Regions from separate parts of the Zea mays genome. Here region 1 is linked to region 2. A link is a contact called in public Hi-C data. All regions are on one chromosome and are shown on one strand. The core of a region is the stretch at or near the end of the contact, and the rest is flanking DNA. Distances in the headings are between cores, read along the strand shown. Region 1 holds the start of LOC103627609 (WAT1-related protein At5g45370). Region 2 holds the start of LOC100191505.

The links. A called contact is a pair of places that touch in the nucleus more often than the background predicts.
Region 1: a contact with region 2 is called in a Hi-C map of leaf, with 4 times the contacts expected there. The contact joins the promoter of LOC103627609 here to the promoter of LOC100191505 in region 2. A contact is called at or near these places in 7 of 25 Hi-C or Micro-C datasets (bundle sheath, ear, endosperm and 2 more).

The regions. Positions count from the first base shown.
Region 1 is chr5:208,801,688-208,804,387 of Zm-B73-REFERENCE-NAM-5.0, forward strand. It overlaps LOC103627609 (WAT1-related protein At5g45370), which reads left to right and starts at 1,438. Exons shown (of 6, transcript XM_008647903.4): 1 at 1,438-1,871; 2 at 1,990-2,106; 3 at 2,187-2,478. The coding sequence starts at 1,600.
Region 2 is chr5:208,550,420-208,553,346 of Zm-B73-REFERENCE-NAM-5.0, forward strand. It overlaps LOC100191505, which reads right to left and starts at 1,432. Exons shown (of 8, transcript NM_001136937.1): 1 at 1,382-1,432; 2 at 1,078-1,217. The coding sequence starts at 1,153.

The sequences.
Region 1 (2,700 bases), core at 188-2,687, 250 kb after region 2:
CTCCTCACCGTCTTCCAACATCGCGGCTCGCACGACAAGTCTCTGCCACAGTGCCACCTGTTACCTTACCTGGAACCTCCTGGTCTCCTTCATTCTCGGTCTCACACCACTCACTCGATTTGGCGCAATGTTGAATCTGAAACCAGTTGTGATGTCGTGGACTCGTGGCTTACAAATTTGCTTTGTCTGATGTATACGTGCTTGGTCTGCAGCGTCTATGCCAGCTAGCTGCTGTTTTTGCTTGGCCTCGGCTACACCAAAACCTCACGCTAAGGATATATTAGAACCAAACCTCCCTACTCATACAACCATTGTTCCTTGCATCTTCCCCCTGTCCCAGAAAGGACATGACGCAGGGCCAGTTAAGAACTGGATTTTGTCTGCGCATAAGAGAACAACCAAAGATTTTTTTAGTCATAGGCTGAGCAAATTATAATCCACTGTTGTGACAAGAAATAGTCTTTAATTCTTTATATGCCTTCCATTTATATTGCAATCTGAATTCAAGTTTGATATCTTCAGTATACCATAACTTTTGCAAATTAAGTGACTGTAGGTAAGAGCATCTTAGAGCATCTCCAACAATGCCTCAAACTAATGCCTCAAATCGAAATATAGGGCTCTATACAGGAAAAAACACTCCAACAGTGCCTTAATTCAACAAATTTTATAAAAAAACTATAGGGCACTCTCTCAAGTGCCTCAAATATACTACACCGTAGTGGGCTGCCCTATAATCTAGATTTGGGGCTTTACTGTTGGAGTGGGGTGTTTTGTTGGTGCCCTAAATTCTATAAAATTTACTTATTTTTAAATTATAAGGCATTTTTATAGGTCACGTTGTTGGAGATGCTCTTACATAAGGTGCCTCAAAATAGTGCCAAAAAATAAAAATATTATATCATTTAACATGTTTAGGGCACTAAAACATTCTGGACTCTAAGAGCATCTACAAGAGAGGCTCTAAACGTGACTCTATTTTAAAATATATGGCTTAGAATCATAAAACACCCTTCCAACAACGAGCTTATTTTATAAAAATTCATCAAACGGTATCCTTGTTTTCTCTTAATATCCAACCATTTATTTCCTAATAACATGATTTATTTCCTAACTAACATTATTTAAAGTCAAACAATTGGAGTAGAGATATATTTCTTTTGAGGCCCTAAATACTATAAAAACACGGTCATGTTTCACTTTTTATGACTCCAGTTCAACTTATTGTTGGAGATGCTTTAACTGTTAAATCTTAAATCATCTATTTTAGACAGTAAACTGTATTTGATGTAGAAAACAAAGATATGACACTTTAAAATAGATTGCTAATTTGAGATACCGTTGGATGCTCTAAGTGCTTAGCCGAGACGTGGGCACAGCACAGACGAGCCCAATGGACCTGACGCGATTAGCCGAAGCGTGGGCTAGAAAATTTGGAAGGAAAATAGCGGCCTCTTTCATATAGACCAGCCCATTGGACGACGAGGAGTAGACCAACGCAAGCTTAGCCCACGAGAATTGAAGTGGGCGGCGGTTCGGCAAAGGGCAAGGGACGGCGACCGCCCACCGGAGGCGGAGACAGATCGAGATCGGCGGGGGATGGCGGCGCGGGAACGGGACGGTGAAGGGAGGCGGGCGCACTTGACGATGGTTGGCGTGCAGCTCGTCTACGCCGGGTACCACGTCATCGCTAAGCAGGCGCTCAATGTTGGGGTCAACCGCGTCGTCTTCTGCGTCTTCCGGGACCTCCTCGCCCTCTCCGTCCTCGCGCCGCTCGCCTTCTTCCAGCACCGCATCTCGTCCGTGCAGGCGCGTCCGCCGCCTCTCACCCGGCGCCTCGTCGGCTCATTCTTCCTTCTCGGGCTCACTGGGTAAAGCCATCAGCTCACTCAAGTCAGCTACAATAAAGGGGATTCTTCCGCAACGAAGTGCTTTACTGTTTTGCCTGCGGAATTCCGTGCTCTGAGGCTTTCTTTGTTTGGTTTGCAGCGTCTTTGGGAACCAGCTGCTGTTCTTGCTTGGCCTCAGCTACACTAACCCCACCTACGCGGCCGCCATTCAGCCGTCTATTCCTGCCTTCACCTTCATCCTAGCCCTTATCATGGGGTCAGTCTCTCAATCGCGACACTCTACACAAATTCACACTCATACTTGTTTTTGAACTTAAAACACCCCGTGTGTTTCAGGACCGAAACGGTGAGCTTGATCTCAAACGAGGGCAGAGCCAAGATAGGTGGCACAGTCGTTTGTGTGCTGGGAGCCGTTCTCATGGTGCTCTATAGAGGCCCAGCTGTGTTTGGTAGCAGCGAGCTTGAGCTTGATGTTTATAGTCATGGTGTTATAGCTGACATGACACAGCCTGAGCCTGCCGGACCTCTAATATCTTTGTTCATGGCCTTTGGGCTGGAAAACTGGCACATTGGAGTGCTGTGCTTGATAGGGAACTGTCTATGTATGGCTACTTATCTTGCTTTACAGGTATTAGTAATTTTCAGGTTGCTGAGATACTTAGGTTGATGTCTAACATTTGGGATGCTTGATTGTTTGGTTTGAGGATGAGTCCGTTCCTCAAATTTAGGGGAATTACTATTTACTACATTTTTCATACTAGTACTAATTATTATATTATAAAGAATGAGGTAGTGATGGATCAACTTATTCTATTTCCAAAACCATTTCACAAACCAGACAAAAAATTAG
Region 2 (2,927 bases), core at 182-2,681:
ATTCTGCAATTTGTCAACTAGCCGGCTAGCCCAGTAGCCCACACATGGCATGCCATTGAGAATTGTTCAGTCGCAAGATTCTTGCAACAACGTAATAAGTCCAAAACGACGGGGTGCCTTTCCCCTGCGCAGTGTCTAAAAAGCAGCGCTCCACTACGCTACCGGCTAGTCTTTTGCGCACAAAGTCAATGAGGGCCATGGATGCGGCACCGCCCGCACCTGACATTGCAGAAAACAGCCGGGGGACCGCTTTTGATCTGTACAAGTATATTTACAAACCTGCTACTTAGTGCTGACGAACTCTAATCTAAAGATAATCGGAAGTAGCAAGAGGGACTCTGGTTCGATTGTGAGATCCATGGAGAGCCAGCAAGAAAAGGCAAACAAATGCCCGTCAGAGTTACAAAGAGAAAAAAAAGGGTTCATGGAGTCTACGGTCTACCGGCTGTTGCGATGGAAGGAGCAGGCTACCATCAGCTATGAATGCGAACATGTGGTGCGGCCGGGCCGGCCGCCGGTCGCATCAGGTGGCACGAGGCCGCGTGGGCGTGGCTGCTTGCTCCTTTGAGTGCCCTGGGATCTTCCCGTGACCCCCATTACTCGCACGTTCCCAGTGCCCACAGCACGGCCTGCACGGCGCGGCGCTGCAGTCGCTGATCAAGGGGAGAGGGCACTGTAGGGCTCTGGTGGCACTGTAGGGCTCTGGTGAATGGTCACTTCGGCCGTAACCTCGCGCCCACGGTGCCGTGCCTCTCTAGCCTCTAGGCTGTAGTAATGTGTATCCTTTTTTTTATATGAACAAACTTGCTTCTCATCTTCCTGTGTGCGATTTTGGGCAGGCGAACAGCTACTGGATATTTTTGTTTTTAAAAAAACTAGTGAATAAAGTTTGGTAGACCCTAGAATCTAGATTAAAAATCTAAGTTTATAAAAGAGATCCGAGGTACGGGGCAGGCTGAACAGCCCAACGACTGATAACTAGCGCACACCATAAGCCTGCGCTGCGCTGATGCAGGAAGAAAGGGAGAACCAGGGGTGAGGGAGGATCTTGTGGGCAGGGAGGGAGTTTTTGCTTACTGTCGGGCTCTTGGTCCATATCGATGCTGAAGTCTTGAGGCCGCCGCCGGCAGCACGCCAGCGTCTTCATCCTCATCTCCGCCGCCGACCCCTCCTCCTACGCCGCCGCCGCCGCGCCGCGCTAGCGCTACCAGCAGTAACTGAAAGACATGAATGAAGAGGCGAAACCCCACCGTATAGCATCAGGATTTGATGAATGAGGAGGCGGGGGCCGGTCGTCAGACCGCAAACTGCTGCAAAAAAATAAATGCGCTGCGATCTCGCAAAGATAGATGGCACAACACTGTGGAGTCCTCTCCCCTACCGCTCACTGTCTACCGGTACTCCCAAGCGCAATAATCACGGGGCAGCGTGCATGGCGACCGCCCGCAGAAAAGAAGCCCAGCTTTAATTTATTTACTGCCGCGACGCGCCACCACACACCCCGGCCGGACACGGAGCTAGCTCCGAGCTCCCAACGCACACGAAACACCAGGGGTCTCGCAACGCGCCTTTTCGTGATAGGGGGAGGCTGGAGATAGCCTAATGATTAGGCCATCAAAGAAAGGAGGTACACTGTAGCCGGACGAGAAGGAGGTAATCTTGCAATTAGATGCGGCTAATGATAGTGTCCTGATAAGCCGACCGTGAACGGCCTCCACTGGTAGCAGCCGTCCTGACGTACCGCGCCTTACAGCACCAGGAGCATCAGGGGATCCGCGGTCGAGGAGACGACGACGCAGCGCGGCGGCGACCGTGCGGAGGCGTTTGAAATTTGAACTGGGGGGACTGGTGGAGGAAAGGAACTGCCCAATGGGCTGGACAAAAATTGGGCAGGCGTGGAGCCGTGGACTGTGGAGGGGAAGGACGTGCGGTTTTTTTTTTTTTTTTGCGCGTGGTGGGGCTGCAACGGCAAGCGTCGGTCGGTTACTCGGTTAGTGCGGCACGGCTGGGGCAGGGCGCGGCCGTCGCCTCGCCTCGCCTCGTCGTCGCTTTCCCAATGAAACGGGCTGCCGGAAAGCGATGACGACCTGAAAAGGCGAGGAGGCGGGTAGTAAAAACCAGAGCACACCTGCAGGCTGCAGCGGTAAAAAGGCCGGAATTTGACTGTTCTTTTCAGACAAAGCACTCGCGTAGCACGTACAGCAGCGCGCTGATGGTTCACGGCCAGAGTAACCAGCCTTCAATTGACCGCTCTTTCTCTCAACCTTTCTTTCCCGCCTTTGATTACGGCGCCGGCTCCGACTAGGTCAGGTGGCAAGTGCTTGGGTTTTGGTGGGTGGCGCTACCGCCTACGGGACGACACTTGTGTGGGAGGCCGGCGCGAGTGAAGAAAGATGAGAAGAGGGAACTGGAACGGCACGGCCGGCGCCGGCGCCCGCGCCATTCCTGAGATAACATAATAGCAAGCGCTTGGCAAAATGTCGGCGGGGGTAGAGGGAGATAGAATAGAAGGCAGAACAGAAGTACCTTTGCCTGCGGCCGTTGAAGCCAACAGCAGCAAGTCAGCGGCCGCCGCCCGGCATGGATCTGCGAGCGAGAAGAGAAGCTAAATCGACTTAGCCGGGGAGAGAGAGCAACAGCAAGCGATTCATCCAGGGAGAGAGCAAAGCTTCTTCTTTACCGGGTTACCACTGTGGCGGCGAGGGCGAGGGGCAGGCGCTTGGATGTGAAAACATGCGTGAGAGCAGAGCAGCGGCCAGCAGGGGGAGTAGTAGCGCACAGCCCAGGGATGGAAGCGGAGGAGAGGAAGGGAGAGGAGTGTGCGTGTGGAAAGGGGGCTGGAACTGTCTGACTATCTCTTGACGGTGATGAGAAGCGCGGCGGAGTAGCGATTCGGACGGAGCAGGACGTGTGTTTTTTTTTTCAAG